Regions from separate parts of the Hordeum vulgare genome. Here region 1 is linked to region 2. The links are chromatin contacts, called in public Hi-C maps. All regions are on one chromosome and are shown on one strand. The core of a region is the stretch at or near the end of the contact, and the rest is flanking DNA. Distances in the headings are between cores, read along the strand shown. Region 1 has its middle 36 kb from the start of LOC123402781. Region 2 holds the start of LOC123402781.

Region 1 (3,356 bases), core at 27-2,526, 36 kb before region 2:
ATATCAGCTGTCGGTTGATGCGTTGAAGAGACTCGGCGTTGTCGATCAGAATTTTGCGAGAGGCTTCAATTGGAGGTGTTAGCTTATGGTGCATTGTCTCATTACGTACATATCAACTCTTCCATCACACCATCAACACATGCATACAATCATCTTCATTTAGCTTGTACAGTAGATTAAAAAGGAACTCAGGACCTTTGTTCCTCACCAAAACTAGGTCATCTTTATTTCGCTTGTTAGATGAAGAGCTACTTAAAGTAAACCTTGTAGTCGACTCAATCTCCCACAAGCCATTGCATGAATAAAGCACCTTGTTTTTTTAACAACAGATCATTGGATCAGGACTTGTTTTTTCTTTTTAAAAAATGATTCAGATCTAATATTAATGCTCACCTGAAATACAAAGCACCTCAATGCATCACTACGGTTAGGTAAGTTTTATGTGTTCTAGTTTTCCGGTTGTGGGACCATCCGGAAGGTTCTCATCCGGTCCAGGTTCATCTGTTTGTCTAGTTGTTTCTTTTTCTCGGTTTCTCCCCCCCCCCCCCCCCCCCCCCCGCCCCCAGTAAAAAGAATTTTCAAGTTTTTTTCGAAGAAAAGTTCACAAAATTCAAACAAATGCACCACTTAATAACAAGGTTCAACCTTTAAAAAATTACATTTAAAAAATATTTCGCAATTTTTTATCATCTAGTTGTTCTTTTCAAGAAATGCTCGCATTTTTCTAAAATGTTCACAATTTATAAAAAATTGCGAAATATTTTTTAAATGTAATTTTTTAGAAATAGTTTTTCAAATGTAATTTTTTTAAATATTTGAAAAAATTACATTTGAAATATTTGAAATGTTCTTTTCAGCTCGCTAGGGTGCATATAGGGTATACATACATCCAGGTAATAGTGCGAAAAACGGCAAATATTTGAAATTGAGAACATTTTCTGAATTTCAAGAAAAAAAATTAAACATGAAGTTAGGTTAAAAAACTAAGTAGAGAAAGAAAGGTAAAAAAGAAACAGAAGCCGAAAAAAGAAAAAAGAAAAAAACAAAACAGAAAAAATGACATAGAAATAAGTAGACCTGGAACTGCCTGCAGATGGAGATGGGTCGGCCGAGTTTATCGCGCCTCTGTATGTTTGCCCGACTATTTGAACCAAAAAGCGTCAAATAGGATTTTCCTTAAATATCTACAGGAAATTTGGGTTGCTACATGTGAGTGCCCTATGTGCGGGTGGGCTGGTCCAACCAAGCCTTATGTGAGCTTGCTTGGCATTCTCCGCAGGGAACGGCACATAGGACCTCCCGTAACATATGGTGCCAATGAGAGCCTGTCTTGATCACCTTCAGCACTATTTGGCGGAGGGAAAAAAGATTGTAACCTGGATGTATGTATACCCTATATGCAAAAAAATAGTAATTCGACAAACACTCCAAAAATTCTGAAAACATTTTTGAAATAAATTTGACATTCCATTATAGTTGTAAGAACAATTCTATAAAAAGAAAATTAAACTTTGACTTCTTTTCAAAAAAGACAATTTTTTGATCCAAATAAAGTGAATAGTGACCTATAATAGGAATTAAATTTGGTCTTTTTTGTTCAGAAGTCAATGTTGTCTTTTTTTGAGAAAATTTATATACCATTGCAAAACAAAGTCAAGTTTAATTTAAAAATAATTTGGAACTATTTTGACTTTCTAATTAATTATTAAAAAATCATATAAGATGTATATACAACCAGGAACCAAAACGCATTTCCCCTACTTGGCCACCTAGTGCTTACACGTGAGTCTGCGAGTCGTGACCCATTACGGTTTGCCTCTTGCTTGCTAAGTTGAGTTGTCCAATTAGCAGTTTCCAATTTATTTATAAACTAAAACATATAAAAATCATAGTTATAACAACAAAAATCAAGAAAAACGGATTTTGAAGAAAGTATTCTCAATTTTAAGAAGACCACAAATTATAAAAACTAATGAATTTAAAGAATATCACGAATTTGTAAAAAGTCTGTGAACTTGGAAAAATTTCATGAACTTGAAAAACTTTGTGATTATTTTAAATTGTATTTGAAAATAGATCAGAACTTAAAAAAATGAATTTGAAGCAAATCATGGATTAAAAAAGAATAAAAAAATAAAAAAAAATTGCAAATTAGGGAAAAAGTAAAAGAAAACTTAAAAACTGAACAAAAACCATTAAAACAAACACATAAAAATCGAGCAGAAAAACAACTGGAAGCTAGAAGAAGCTTCACAAAACCGGTGATTACCATCCATTGTGTAGTTATATGGGCCTGCCTGTTAGTTCGATGGGGTTGTGTCTCATGTACCAAATGGCATCTATTTCGTTCCATAAGCCCCAAATTATGAAATCACTAGTTAGGAGTTACCCTTTGCAAATGTCATTCCGCACTTTGTTAGGTGCTGACAAGTGGGTGTACTTCATATACGTCACTTGTTGTAATATGAAAGTTTTTGTTTTTCATATATTCGTTTAGTTAAAATATTTTATTTCTTGAACCGTGCTTTTAAATATCAAACCGTTTTTTTAAACGGAAAAAATTGACAAAAAACTTGAAAAAAGGGAAACCAAAGAAAAAAATCCGGTAAAAAAATACAGTTGCAATTTTCACATTTTTTTAATGGACATGCTATTATTTTTCCTTCTTCGGTGGGCATAGGTTGTGCTTTTCCCTCTCAAGGAGAACAATTGTGCTTCTCATGGAGGTACAATTGTGCTTGTGGAGGAAGCAAATTTGTTTTTCCACAAGAAACACAACTGTGCATATCGTTGAAACACATTTATTTTTTCTTTCAAGAAGCATAGTTGTGTTTCGTAAAAAACTAATCTCTGACACCTACGGTATTCCGGGAAAAAACAAAAAAGGCAATTTTTAAATAAAATTATCAGAAATCCAAATACACATATCAAAAGATACGTATCAAAATCTAGTTGGACCACCAAGCATGCGACATGTGACGGCGGCTTAATGCAACACTTGGCACACTCCCAAGGGGAAAATGGAAAAATGACCATTGCGGGAGCCCTCCAAGGTATAAGAGCAACTCTAGCAGACCGCGCATCTTGCCCCGATCCGAAAAATAACCGTTAAAATGCGGGTCGGGGCGGGAAAACCTGCGCGATCAGACCCCGCATCCCGCCCTGGCCCGCAAATATTTTTGCGGGGCACGGCAAAATCTCGGCCCCAATCCGCGTATTCGCGGGTTTCCATCTCGCCGCTGCGGTGCCCCGCATATGAGCGAAAGCGATTGATTGAGGGACATTTCAGCCCGCGCTTTTCCCCACCAAAGCATATTCCGCGAATATGCTCTTTTACGGGTCCGTTATGCGGAGTC
Region 2 (3,027 bases), core at 495-2,994:
ATGCGCATGCATTCCATGTATGTTCGACTAGCACAAACAACACCATGTACGCAACGTGTCCTGAATCCTGCCTATGACTTTTGATTTCCCCTTTTCCTTATAACAAATTCTCGATAGTATGAACAACAAATCACCTTAGCATGCTCACTGTGTCTGTCTGCTGTGTCTCAATCTCCAGTACGCACGCGCCTCGAGCCTTGTACTTGCACGACTCCCAGGTAGGACATCGTCCACTGGCTAGCAGCGCACCCGCCCTCCTGCGGCACACCAACCAGCCACGCGGGGCCTGCCACCTGACAATTTCGCGTGCGCCACCGCCGAAACGATCGACCGCCTGGTGTAATCTCACCGAGACTATCTCATGCGGACTCCGCGAGAGCACTGCCAATGCCACCGCCCGCCGGGTTCGCCTCACAACCAAACCACCTTCCCGATGTCATCGAGTTGGCTACGAACAAATTACGATGCGTTGCGTTGCTGTCCGCTGCTCCTCTGAATCGATCTCGTTTGATCCGCCCAGAGCCGTCTTGTTTCCCATTGCTTCTATCTACCCTATGAGTTCCGTCGACCGCCCATCCAAACTTCTTCCAAACTTTCACGATCCGCGCGTCACCGGCATAGTTAACTGGGATTCCGGCTTCATCTCTCACCTCTACATCAACAACCTGCGGCCTCATCAAACCTTGTTCATTATACCACTTGTTAGAATAAATTCTAGGCACTCTGTCGATCATCCGAGAACCAAGCAATCACACAAGCACGACACCGAGATTTGTTAACGAGATTCATCGATATGACTACATCCCCGGGGCATGACTACCGGCGCTCATCCCCGTGACAACGTCATAATACCGCATCTTGACCGCCTTGGACGCCGGCACACGTCGCCGGCTCCCCCTGCACGTCTGTGCTATTATGTTGGCATAGGTTACATCGTGTGTCTACCCTCTCATTATATAATAGACCTAGGGATAGAGGTGTCCTAATAGGACACGACTCCTATCGTGTCTACACACAGTCCAAAATCAAGTCCAACTATAACCTACCTTGTAGAATAATATTCGACACAACTCTAACAAGCACTAGAAGCTTCAGTGCACCAGATATTTTCCCGCAAGTTTCATGGGTGTCAACCTAAGAAAATTATAATGGCTGCATCACACACAAACACGTACTTCCTCCGTCCCAAAATTCTTATCTTAAATTTATTTAGAAATGAATGTATCATCAAAATACTAAAACGTGAGTAGATACATTTAGACAAATCCAACACAACAATTTTGAGACGGGGAGTACCAGCGAGCTAGCTAGCGGCTGATGGACATGTCGAGGGTCGGGCTCGTTTGGACATGAGAGAAGAAGAGAATACCATCCCTCCAAGTGGAGTCTGTGACCGTGTGCGGTCCCATGCAGGTCGGCCTCGCTCAATCCCTCCAGCCGGTAGCGCGCGGCTGTGTGTGTGGCGACAACACAAGGGCCGGTGATAGATTTCCGCAGCTGTTCACACAAATTACCAGTATTTCGCCGCATAATCTGAATCCTTTTTGGTACTACGTACTTCACGTCAGTGTCAGTTCAGCTGGGAGTGGCTGGAACTGATGAGCGCCCGTGCGTTTCCGTGCATGGAGTTTCGTAGTGCTGTAGCACGGCATTAAGCAAAAGAGGGTCGCGATCCAACGAACTGTCGACGGCTATATCCCTCTTCCTTCCTTGGTAGTTCCCTCTTCCGCACGCACGCACGCACGCAGCGCGGGCAGCTTAAATTGACTGAAGCATCTGCCTGCCTGCCTGCCTGCTCGACTCATCTGCTTCTGAGGTTTGACTGATTGATATGCTTACACTAATAACCACTATCTTCGTTTACCACTACTGTACAAGTACAGCCTCTCACGGCTCACGGCATGCCTTGCTAAGCTGCTATGCTATGCATTACTGGAGATTAAGGGAGAGAAAAAGGTTAATTTGCGGGGTTCATGCGTGGGTGGGTGTGGTGGTTGGAGATGCCCTTGGTTGATCTCCTAACTCATTAGACATATCGATCGATCCCACTTGCCTAATATAAGCACGTTGGCAGCTAGCTAGCTATGGTATCCATGGAGGCCCATGCAGCAGGCACCCTAATCCTGCTCATGTACATGTACATGTACATGTGCGTGGGTGTGGAGCACGTCACCATTTCCAAATTCCAAGAGACCCATCGCCGTCCCACTTTCCCGTAACCTCCCCTTCGTCTTGTCTCCTACCCTCTTGCTGCTATTCGCTTAAACAATGTGCTGCCTGCTTAACATTATCATCATCATCACCAGCAGCTACTAACAAGTACTCCACTCCTATAAAACAAGTAGTACGAGAGTAGTAGAGTACCTACGTACCCTGCCGCAGCTGCACGAATCACGGGCGGGCTTAAGCCATTCCGAAGCAAAGCCGTGGCAGCTCCGGCCTTGGCCTCCTCTCCTTCCTTCCCAAGGCAAGCAAAGCAAAGCAAAGCAAAGCAAAGCGAGCGAGGGCGATGGGAGGAGACATGCAGCGGCGGGGCGGCGCCGTGCGGTTCAGGATGCCGCGGCGCCGGGCGCTGGCGGCGGGGCCGCCGCTGCTGTCCGGGGCGGCCGCGGCGGCGCAGGGAGAGCGCGGCGGGAAGAGCAGCAGGAGGAAGAAGATGGCGGTGGCGCGGCTGGGCGGCGGCCGCGGGGGCTTCTTCGGGGCGGTGCGGCGGCTAAGGATGCGGTGGGTGGCGGCGGCCTACCGGCGGGCGCTGCGTCGGCTGCGCGCCTTCTACGCCCGGGCGCTGGAGGACCTCATCGAGGGCGCGGCGGCCGTCAGCTCGCTGCACTCGCACTACGCCGGCGCCGACTGCTCCTTCGGCACCGCCTTCGCGCCCGCCGTCACCGTCGGCAACCGCTACTGACGCACCCCGCGCGCGCCGTGCGAGGATCTTCGATCGTCCGTGTACGTAGTGGTACTACTCGATCCCGTTTGACTCAGCTGCGAGCCGAGGGATCGATCCAAGTGAAGTGATACCTCCTTGAT

What was found. A called contact is a pair of places that touch in the nucleus more often than the background predicts.
Region 1: a Hi-C map of leaf shows a contact between it and region 2, with 2.1 times the contacts expected there. The contact joins the enhancer-like site here to the promoter of LOC123402781 in region 2. A contact is called at or near these places in 3 of 6 Hi-C or Micro-C datasets (leaf and seedling).

What each region holds. Positions count from the first base shown.
Region 1 is chr6H:528,343,546-528,346,901 of MorexV3_pseudomolecules_assembly, reverse strand. No RefSeq gene overlaps it. Among protein-coding and RNA genes, the nearest start is that of LOC123402781, 36 kb to the right of the region's middle. Within about 2 kb of position 1,276, at least 2 of the 3 cell types and tissues checked have open chromatin away from gene starts, as enhancers often do. A contact at or near this core is called in leaf, where this site is marked.
Region 2 is chr6H:528,308,154-528,311,180 of MorexV3_pseudomolecules_assembly, reverse strand. LOC123402781 reads left to right here and starts at 1,744. Exons shown (of 1, transcript XM_045096743.1): 1 at 1,744-3,027. The coding sequence starts at 2,510. The coding sequence ends at 2,905.